2 separate regions of the Mus musculus genome follow, and region 1 is linked to region 2. The links are chromatin contacts, called in public Hi-C maps. All regions are on one chromosome and are shown on one strand. Each heading gives the region's core, a stretch centred on a gene start, on an enhancer-like site or on the middle of the called end of the contact. The rest is flanking DNA. Distances are from core to core; before and after follow the strand shown. Region 1 overlaps Nell2 (NEL-like 2). Region 2 overlaps Tmem117 (transmembrane protein 117).

Region 1 (5,922 bases), core at 1,468-3,967, 350 kb before region 2:
CTCTGTATGAGAATTGTATTCAGTTTTAAAGCAGCCTTTGGATCAAGTATTTCTTTCAGTGCTTCTTATTCAGCCCGGAAGGGGCCCGTTCGTTTATGCAGAAGGAAGGTTTCATGGCTTTCCACCCCCCATTAATAATGCAAATTTATTTAAAGTTATTTTAATAGATCTTAGGCAAGGAATGGATTTTTACTTAGTGATTTTTTTTTCTTACTGAACATAGAGTTGAATTTTCTTAGCAAAATTATCTATTTTCATCACAACAGTTAAGCACCTTTACATGTAATGAGCTTCCCTGGCATCATTAATGTGCATATGTAACCAGTGAATGATGCAAACACATATGTCTTCTTTACCCTAGATCTTCTGATCTTTTTTTTTAGCTGGTTCTTTTGTTAACTGTATGCACTTATGTAATAAATATTCGGTGAGCATTCAGAATCTAGCAAGCACTTTCCCATGCACTGGGCAGCAAATGGCGAGCACAACCACTACACTTGTGTGCTCAGGAACTCTGCATTCTCAGAGGAGGAGAACAGAGTAAGCTGGTAACCATGGAGAACGGAATTGCAAGTGGTAGGACATCCTGGGAAGGATGTGAAACAGATGGCGGGCTGGAAGTGACAGGGGATTCACCTAAGTAGGATGCTCAGCCTTCGAAGTGGCGGTCCCTCAGGTCTCTTGATGATAAGATAAAGACTTAGAAAGATGTGGGACAGCACATTCCAACTAGAAGGAGCAGCTTGTAGAACTTGGAGGTTTGGAGCTTTAATTTATAAATCCCGTAGAAGTAAAATTGGAATGCTTTAGAGACAGAGAGAAAAATGATATAATGGGAAAAGCAAAGTAGAAGCCTCAGTTGAAGAATTAGTAGGGCTAGCACAGGTCACCAGTTTGTAAGGACATCAGGCCATGGTTTCATGTAGATATTCCTGTACTGATATGGGACAGGTAATGAACTGGTGGCAATGTGGGAGATGAACTGTATATTCACGGAGAGACCAGGGAAAGGGCTGTTGTGGAAGTTTCGGGAAAGATGGCCTGGCATAAGTCAAAAAATGACAGAGATGGTAATGAGGGTAAATGCATTCACAGTGTATTTTCAGAGCAGAAGCCAACAGGCCATGCAGATGGTTTATAATGGTGTAGGACTCAAAAAGGACTCCAGGGGAGTCAGAATTTGGAGGTTAAGCAACACATAGATATTGTTATCATTTATAGAGAGATGGGCAACAATCTAAGAAGCTAGAGATTTAAAGACATTCTTTGCTTAAAATTTGTTCAGTTTGGTTCCCCTGCAAGCTTGTATTCACATATGGTTGTTCACATCTTGAATGTATAATGCTGAAATGTTTTATAACCTTGTTCTTGGTTATTTGAAGATGTAACCTCCAAAACTTGAGAAAATGATGGAAAGATGTTGGAGAGATTTTGAAATTTTTATAGATGAGGGCATCTAATCCTTTTGTACTTCTGGCTATTCACACTGTATTGGTCGTTAGGGAAACAGTCTTTCAATGTTATCTTGAGGTATGGTCTCATGTATCCCCAGTCTGGCCTTGAAGTCCCTATATAGCCAGGGATGACCTTGAACTTCTGGTACTATATGCCACCACCAACCAAAGCTCTGACCTTACAAGTTTAGTCTGGCAATGCCACATCTGCTTTATACAGTACTGGGAATCAAAATCATGACCTCCTCCTCTTGTTTAAAAATTATATTTTAACTATATATCAATCTATCATCTATAGCATACACACACACACACACACACACACACACACACACACACACATATATATATACACATATATATACATATATACACACATATATATATTATTAACAAATTCGCCTTCTATTTTTGTCCTAGCATTGTTGCTAACTGTTGATTGACTTTTTAGACATAATACATATTTTGATTGTTGATGTTACTTATCACCCTCTGGTTTGCTAGAGCCTTGCCCTGTAAAGAAAACAAAATAGATTTTTACATTAAAAGTAAGTGAACGATTGTTTGTTAGTGACATAAATTTTATTTCCTAAATCTGTGAGGTTGTTTTAATGTTGCAGCTATAATTGTGGCTATTGATCTTGACGGTAGTGTGCCCGTCCAGCGCTACTCCAGTATCAGTGAATGCTAAAGTTGATTTATTTACCACACAAACATTTATTATTCTTGTACAAGGTTAGTGCTAAATGTGAAGGCATACGTGGAGATGCTCATAGCTAATACAATCTCAGGCAGAAAAGACAACAAATTTATTATTAAAAACACTTTACTAACATGTCACAAGCACCTTGAAAGAGAAATAGATTACCTAGGAGCCCAGTCTAGGTAAGTGTTGGGATTCGGAAAATTTTGTGCAGAGTTTAATTCTGAACTGTGAAGGGTGAGTGAAGCCAGCTAGCCTTAGATGGGATAGAAGGAATCTCTTATGTGGAAGGGCCAGGCTTCTTGGGAGGAAAGAAGCACGTTAGGAGATAAAGGGCAGACCGAGTGAGTCAGAGGGAGGAGGCAGTGGTGCCCTTGCGAGGCAGGAGGAGAAGCGGAGCATTGGATGCCAAAGGCTGCCACACGCATCTCCTCATCGACCCAGTCACTGTGACAAAGCAAAGAGCAAAAGTGATCTCTGCCGTCCTCCTCGCAGAGCAGGCTCGAGGGACGGGGTGGCTCAGTGTTGGCAGCAGGAGTGTGGAGCAGCTGGTACATGATGCAGACAGTCAGGAAGCAGAGACGGCACAAGAAAGAAGCAGTGTACGAGCCTGAAGAGCCTCTCTGTAAGTGACCTGCTTTGTGCGTCTAGGATCCCCATCCCAAAGGTTACACAGTCTCCCCGAATAGTGATGGCCTCTGGAGACAAAGTCAAGGGCTCTGGCAGGTCTGAGCATGGTGAACATGGCACTGGCAGGCTTAACCCCTCCCCTTTCCCTCTCCCTTGCTTAACTTTGCGATTACATTCCTAAAGCTAACCACCAAGGTCTATTTCCTTATTTGGCCACTTTGTAATACCTGACTCATTCCTGAGGCTGATCACCAAGGTCCAGCTATCAAATACCAAGGTCCAGCAATCAAATTTCATTATGTTGCCTACCCTAATTAGAACACGCACTCAGAACTTCCCAACACATCCTGACACATTATCCTTCTTAAAATTAACAGTTGGCGAAGCTACTTGCTCCTGGTCCTGCCCACTTCAGGTTCAGCCACCTTTTCTCTTTTCCTTGCCTAACAAAGGATCTCTTTGCATTTATTTTGCCCTTGGAAATCACTATTTAGTGCATGGTCTGTGCCTAATCTGGGGTGTAGAGGGAGCACCCCACAATACGTGGGTATCTGCACAAAGTGTTCCAGGACTTGAACATTTCAATCCATAACAGAGTTTCATTGAGGCACAAAGGTTTTGGTCACCTATTTTTAAGGAAATCACTTCAGCTGTAAGGCAGAAATGGGGGAAGACAGCCCGCTGGGAACTGGTGATACTTAAATGGTAATGGAGAAATGGGTACCCTTAAGAGCATCTGTGGGGTAAAACTACCAGGTTCTGAGGACTGACTGGTGATAGTGGATGAGATGAGGAAGAAGGCGTGGAAGTTGATTCTCTGGCTTTGAGTCAAAAGAAGGTGAATGTTGATGAGGCTCACTTAAGGGAGAGGTTGAGAAAACGGTCTTAGGTTTGTTCTGTTTATGGCATATTTGTTTAAATATGAGTGGATGTGGCATTCAGTGACAGTTGGATATACAACAACATTAAGTATGTAAATGACCCTTGAGCAGATAGAAAGAATTACTTAGAGAATTTTCAGGAACATTTGAGTATTTTATTTAAAAAAATTACAAAAGTAGTGTGATAGATAAAATTTCGGGAGAAAGAGAGCAGAGGGCAGCTCCCTAGACCCCCAAAGAAGAGCAGATTCCAAGCGAATGCTGGATACTCCTTAGCATATTTTCTGTAGCTACAGCAGAATACCCAAGACCAGTTACTTTACAAGCAACAGAAGTTGCTGTTATAGAAGTTGTGTTGGCTCGTCCTGCTGGGGAATCTGTGAAGGACCTAGAGCAGGCACTGACACCTGCTCACATCTGGTAAAAGTCTCCCTCGTGCCTCATGATAAGGCCACGTGCTGATTCCAAATAAATATGCTCCCCCCATTCTCTCCTTTATAAAGCCACTACTGGAACTCCTCATGTCTCCTCAAGGACCCCACCCCCTAGAACTGCTAGCATGTGGGTTTAGAGAATGGATTTTTCACACATCAGTTTCTGACAGACACAATAAAGGTACATCGACTTCTGGGTGACCAAGAAAAGCCCAGAAGGACCAAAAGGCATCCTTGCTAATGGAGCTGCCAGATGCAACTGGGGACATGAACATCTCTGATTTGGTTGCAGAGGTGACAGAAGAACCAGTTTGAAGCTCTAAGGAGCATGTCACAGAAGACATGGGTCTCAAGAAGAGAGAGAGGGGAAAGGAGACCTCAAGGACTTTGCTTCCAACCCTCTGCTTCTGTCCTTTATGTTACTTCTCTTCTTGGTTTTTAATGGAACTTTACAGGATACCAGTTAGGTTGTCTATCATTGTAATAAAACACCACAACAGAAGTATCTTGGGAAGAAAGGTTTTTTTTTTTTAATATATTTTTTATTAGGTATTTTCCTCATTTACAAAGAAAGGGTCTTATTTGCTTCCACACCCTGGTCGTAGTCCATTTAGGGAGGCCGAGGCAGGGACTTGGAGTCAAGCACTGAAGTAGACACCGTGGAGGAACTCTGCCTACATCTTGCTCTCCATGACTTGCTCTGACTGTTTCCTTGTACGACTCTGGACCACTGGCTCAAGGGTGGCTCTGCCTCCAGTGGGCTGAGCCTGCCTACCCCAATTACTAATCAAGAAAATGCCCCATAGACTTGTCTATGTATCGATATGATGGAGGCATTTTCTTAATCAAGGTTCCTTTTCCCAGAAAACCATAGCTGATGTCAAGTTGACAATCAAACGACCTCACAGCTTGCCCAGAATTTAGATATAAAAGAAGTAAGATATCTGAAAATACACTGGTGTTTCTGTGTCCTATGAATGCTATATTCACCTCATTTCCCCTTTAAACTTATGTATCTTTCTCTCCCCATTTCCTGTTGTGTGTCTCCAGTGAGTTCTCACTACAGTTTTAAGCACTTACGCTTCATCTCATCTCTTTTTAGTTCATATGTGATGTCTGCCCTTTGTCCAGAATTTAGTTGGGGGACTGTATTTTCAGAACGCTCCTCGGCTGCATGTCGGTTTTCATTTTCAATCGGACACGCCTGGGCCCTCTTGATGCTTGGACACTATCGTCTCTCCTCACCTGTGAGGGTCATGTCCTAGTTCTTGGTCAGTGACCCCAGGACCCAGCCAGTAAATTTCTCTTCAGTGCTGGAGATTCTGGATATCACAGCCACATCTGTCCATGTCAGTCATAAGGAAGGAGCCCTTCCCTGACTACACTTGTCACGGCTACCAGGAGTTTGCGCTCCAGGCCTTTGATGAGGCACTGAGAAGAGAGATTGTCTGACAGAAGTGAATCATGTAAAAAACCGCACGTCATATATAATTATAGAACCTAGTCAGATGTGTCAAGTGTGGTGTGTGTGTGTGTGTGTGTGTGTGTGTGTGTGTGTGTGTGCATGTGTATGTGTGTAAGAGTTTGGTATAATCTGAAACCCAAAGCATATAACTTCTTATTGGAGAATTGTTTTCTGGAGTTGGGTTTGATCTTTATCATTCTAATATCCATTTTATTTGTTTGTTTGCATGTGTGTTTTTTGCATGTATGTGTATAAGTCACCATCTGTTAATAACAACTATTATATAATAAATAATAATAAAATTACTGTTTTAATCCATCAAGTGCAATTTGGGCAGCCCAGGTACTCTTGAGTG
Region 2 (5,551 bases), core at 1,131-3,630:
TGGTGCTAGGCATGAAACCTAGGGGCCTACACATGCTCAACAGGAACTCTGCCACTGAGCTATAAGCCTAGTCTCTTGCCTGCCTTCCTTTAGTCTGGCTCATGCCTAAAGCATTCTCAAGGTTTAAGGGAAACTTTCTTAGAACAATCATTGGTTTCAAGCACATATTGCTTAGAACTCAAGTTGGCTCATCCTTATCCTTAGGAAGCTATACAAATTTTTCCCCCAATTATCTTGTGAATCCTGTCAATGATATGACTTCAGTGTGATGCATATTTGCACTATTTCTGGATGTCTGAACACTCCCTCATTGTACAGTTAATCCTTCGGAGCACCAATATTGAAGGAGAATTCCACGGAATCTTGAGCCATAACCAACCAGGATAAGGCCAGCTTCAGTAAGTACCCGGTATCCAAATCACACGGCTATGAAAGGCCACACCTGGGGTTGCATTCATGGAAGCCGGATTTCAGTACCCAGACTCTTCATCATCTTGCTCTACTACCCAGATGACAGCTAATGGTTAACTAAGCAATGCTAGCTTGGGGTTCCACAGTGTCTAAGCTGTATAAGTGCACCTATGTATACATTCACAGATCTCTTCCCATTTTTTCCTCTGCTTCCTGGGTTAAGCAGCTGCCAATAGATTACATCAGTCTAGTTAGCAATTTAATCATCACTATAATAGTCTCTCTTAGCAATTCACCGGAGTCCAGTTAAAGAGATGTAAAGCATCTCTGAGTGATGAGTACTGAAGAATGGACATACACCATCAGGCCCAATGGTCTCTGCCATTGCCCACCTCACCCATTATTGTTCCTGATGGACATTGGAGAATTCTGCTCATCATTCCTTCTTTGGAGAATTCTGCTCATCATTCCTTCTTTTTGGTTCTTCACACTTGTTTTTCTATTCTTCTTCCTGCCTCCTTCCTTTGATCCCCTCCCTTCATTTTCTTGTCTAACACACACAGAGAGAGACAGAGACAGAGACAAACACACACAGAGACACACAGACACACATATAGATAAACACCCAGTCACATACACACAGACACACATACACACATCCAGACACATACACACGATACACACAGAGACAGACACACACAGACACAAAGACACACACAGACACACACAGAGACATTCACATAGACACACACAGAGAGGCATACACACAGACACACACAGAGATATACACACACAGACACACAGACACAATGACAAACACAGACACACACAAATACATATATACACAAACAGATAACACACACATACACAGACACACACATACACAGACACAGACACACACACAGATTCACAGACCCCCACATACAAACACACACACTGATACACAGACATACACACACATACACAGACACACACAGAATCACACACAGACCCCCACATACAAACACACATAGAAATACACACACATACACACACAGAGACACACAGAGACACACACTATCCCTTGTTGTATGTAGATGAGTTTACTTATCACCCTTCATGTTAGATACAGAAATGCCTGGAAGAGGAGCAGGGAAGGATTTCCAAAGTGCAAAGAACACTGCTAAGCCCTTTCTACTCAAAGAATTCTAAATAATGGCCATCCTCCCTCAAATTAACCAGCCCTCCACTCATACTTCCTTTAAACGGTAATCCATGCTATGCACCCATCGGCTCTGTAGATGATACCCTTGGGACCTTTAAACCCTATTTCCTCTGTCTTCTTTCCCCAGTTGCACACCAGGAATTAATGTGTTTCCTGTCCTACCTGAACAGAGAAGATCTCATTTGGATGGCAATCCTGCAGCCCTAGAGGACACAGTCCTTGATTGGTTGCCTAGTTAGTCTGATCATCCTCTGCTCTCATTGGTTCCTTGCATAGCTCCCCCCCCCCCCTACTGTCTACCCCTGTCTATGCTCATCTTTCCTTAGGGGATTCTTCTGACACTCGCTACTTGTCTATTCTGCAATCAGTTTCAACTGCTTTGGTCTTCTTTTATCAACTGATCCAAAAGAGTGGGCTGTGCATACTACGAGCCAAACACTCAAGCAGTGGAATGAGGGAAAACCGAGATTGAATGATGTCACCAGAGACAGAAAAGGGATTGTGGGATAAAGTTTCTTAAGACAGATATTCTCTTTAAACTTTACTCATGTCCTATAACACATTGATCTTACGAGTCATGCATCATTTCCTGGAATCTGCTTTTATCTTATTTCTGATTACTTTACCAAAACCACAAAGAATGTGAAACAAGTAGTTTTAATGATGAATGTAGAAAAATCCTATTTCATGATTATACACAAAGTAATTCTATTTCCTCCAAGAGATGCATTCTTGTCTTACTCATTTTCTTAAAAATGAAACCTTTGTAGAGACAGTATCACATTCCAAGGGCTGGAGTGAGCCTGGGGCAGAATTCATGCTTAACACACAGTAGCCTTAAGCCAAGGCACCAGAAAGGAAAGTCTAACGCTGTATTTAATTTCTGACTCAAATGTGATACCATTTTTCTGTAGTGCAGGTGGCAATCACCTGCCTTTAGAAAAGCCCAGAATCAAATTCTTTTTAGTCATTTAAATGTTCTAAAAGGCTGGAGCTCTTAAGGAAAGCAGTCTTTCCACTTTTCCCCGATTTTACTAATTTTCCATTTCTCTTTCATCTGAAGCATGATGACGACAGTGTGAATTGGCTCACAGTTTGGATGGCCATGAACTTGTGAGGATACCTGTATGCTGCGCGTTCAAGTGCTGGAAGCACATATGCATTCCAAGACCGTTTCCTGAGTTAGCGCCCTTCCCACATGGGCTGGGTCCAGAAATTCTGTGTGAGGACCACAAGCCTCGGACCTGAACTTCTATTTGTCCATCCTTACCAAGCAAGTATTATGGGCCACTCCTGTGAACTAAAAGCACTGCAGTCACGAGTGCAAGGAATACAGGAGTGAGGAAAAGGGAGCATGAGGGTCTGCAGTGTGGTGAGAGGAACTGTGGGAGGTGATAATGTGCCTTCCAGAAGGGGGACTATCATCCTCAATGCTCAGTAGAGCAGGGGAGACAGTGTCTGGCTGGGACAAAGAGGCCCCTGGATATCCTGGGAATGAGAATATAGTGGGATGAGGAATGAAGACCTTCAGGGTGGGGTGGGGTGGAACACAGGACACACAGGAGGAATCACAGCCAGCACCATACAGTGGAGGGTCCTGAGGGATGAGCGATGGACCGGGAACTTCATTCTGGGATCAGGAAGAGCTGCTGGTAATGTTTGTGGCTGAGAAGTAACATGAAAAAAAACAAAAACAAAACCCACACGTCCTTTCTTCTTGGAAGAGCATGAAATCTAGAGGATATGGCGGAAGGGAAGAGGAGGAAGAGGGTCCCATTGCTTCTTTGTAATGGGAGAGAGGAGACTCCATATTGGGCTAAGAGCAGAGGAAGGAGACATGAGATGGAGAAGGATTCATCTGTCAATTGCATGGAGTGACACAGGGTTGGAGGACAGGGCAAAGGATCCAAGAGCTCTTCTAAAGACCCATCTCAACACCTCTTCCTCTTAGTAATGTCTATGATTTGAGTTTTCAGGACCCAGTTTCTTCTTTCCTTTCAAACTGTATCTCTAGCCCTGGTTTGCATTCTCCTACACTGACCTGTCATTTGGGGATTGGTGCTGGACAACCCCTAGAGAATACGCATGGGGCACAGGTACTGGACAGTGGTTAGCCTCAGGAGTGCCAGCCGTAACCCTTTCCCTCCTTACAAACTGAAAATTGAGCTTCTGGACTAATAGCCACCTATCAGTGAGTGCATATCATGTGTGTCCTTTTGGGATTGGGTTACCTCACTCAGGATGATATCCTCCAGATCTATCCATTTGCCTAAGAATTTTATAAATTCATTGTTTTTTAATAGCTGAGTAGTACTCCATTGTGTAAATGTACCATAATTTCTGTATCCATTCCTCTGTTGAGGGACATCTGGGTTCTTTACAGCTCCTGGTAATTATAAATAAGGCTGTAATAAACATAGTGGAGCATGTGTCCTTATTACATGTTGGAGCATCTTCTGGGTATGTGCCCAGGAGTGGTATTGTTGGGTCCTCCGGTAGTACTATATCTAATTTTCTGAGGAACCGCCAAACTGATTTCCAGAGTGGTTGTACAAGCTTGCAATCCCACCAGCAGTGGAAGAATGTTTCTCTTTCTCCACATCCTTGCCAGCATCTGCTGTCACCTGAGTTTTTGATTTTAGCCAATCTGACTGGTGTGAGGTGGGATCTCAGGGTTGTTTTGATTTGCATTTCCCTGATGATTAAGAATATTGAACATTTTTAGGTGCTTCTCAGCCATTTGATATTCCTCAGTTGAGAATTCTTTGTTTAGACTTGCACCCCATTTTTTTAGCAGGCGGAATACCCAAGATAATAGTCACAAACCACATGAAACTCAAGAAGAGGGAAGACCAAAGTGTGGAAACTTCAATCCTTCTTAGGAGAGGGAACAAAATACCCATGAAAAGAGTTACAGCGACAAAGTTCGGAGCAGAGCCTGAAGGAATGACCATCCAGAGACTGCCCCACCTGGAGATCCATCCCATTTACAATCACCAAACCCAGACACTATTGTGAATGCCAAGAAGTCCTTGCTGACAGGAGCCTGATATAGCTCTCTTCTGAGAGGCTCTGCCAGTGCCTAACAAATACAGAAGTGGATGCTCCAGGGGGTACTGGTTAGTTCATATTGTTGTTCCACCTATAGGGTTACAGATCCCTTTAGCACCTTGGGTACTTTCTCTAGCTCGTATCTCTATCTGCATATGTATCAGAAGATGGCCTAGTCAGCCATCAGTGGAAAGAGAGGCCCATTGGTTGTACAAACTTTATATGCCTCAGTACAGGGGAACGCCGGGACCAAGAAGTGGGAGTGGGTGGGTAGGGGAGTGGGGGGGGTGGTATGGGGGACTTTTAGGATAGCATTGGAAATGTAAATGAGGAAAATACCTAATAAAAAATAAAAAAGTAAAGAAGTAGATGCTCACTGCCATCCATTCGAAGGAGCACAGGGTCCCTAATGAAGGAGCTAGAGAAAGTACCCAGGGAGCTGAAGGGGTTTGCAGCCCTGTAGGAGGAACAACAATATGAACAGTACCCCAAGAGATCCCTGGGACTAAACCACCAACCAAAGAATACATATAGTGGGATTCATGGCTCCAGCTGCATATGTAGCAGAGGATGGCCTATTCCATCATCAATGAGAGGAGAGGCCCTTGGTCCTGTGAAGGCTTTAAGCCCCAGTGTAGGGAAATGCCAGGGCCAGGAAGTGGGAGTGGGTTGGGTTGGTGAGCAGGGGAAGTGGGGAGGGGATAGGGGGCTTTCAGAGGGGAAACCAGAGGGGAAACCAGGAAAGGGGATAACATTTGAAATGTAAATAAAGAAAATATCTAAAAAGAAGAAAAGAAAAAAAGAAACCCCTGAAAATCGAAGAAGCTGCTTTGCTGCAAGAGGGGAGCAAAGACTTGGTCTGTTTTCTGTTGATTGGGTCTCCTC

Evidence for each region. A called contact is a pair of places that touch in the nucleus more often than the background predicts.
Region 1: a contact with region 2 is called in a Hi-C map of pancreatic cancer cells, with 3 times the contacts expected there. The contact joins two enhancer-like sites.

Annotation. Positions count from the first base shown.
Region 1 is chr15:95,367,921-95,373,842 of GRCm38.p6, reverse strand. The region is part of intron 12 of Nell2 (NEL-like 2); the gene reads left to right. Among named protein-coding and RNA genes, the nearest start is that of Gm31370, 100 kb to the left of the region's middle. Within about 2 kb of position 2,717, at least 45 of the 459 cell types and tissues checked have an H3K27ac peak or open chromatin away from gene starts, as enhancers often do. A contact at or near this core is called in pancreatic cancer cells, where this site is marked.
Region 2 is chr15:95,013,415-95,018,965 of GRCm38.p6, reverse strand. All of the region lies in intron 6 of Tmem117 (transmembrane protein 117), which reads right to left. It overlaps Gm30953 (a long non-coding RNA gene), which reads left to right. Exons shown (of 2, transcript XR_384364.4): 2 at 2,679-2,911. Among named protein-coding and RNA genes, the nearest start is that of Gm52203, 20 kb to the right of the region's middle. Within about 2 kb of position 2,380, at least 23 of the 459 cell types and tissues checked have an H3K27ac peak or open chromatin away from gene starts, as enhancers often do. A contact at or near this core is called in pancreatic cancer cells, where this site is marked.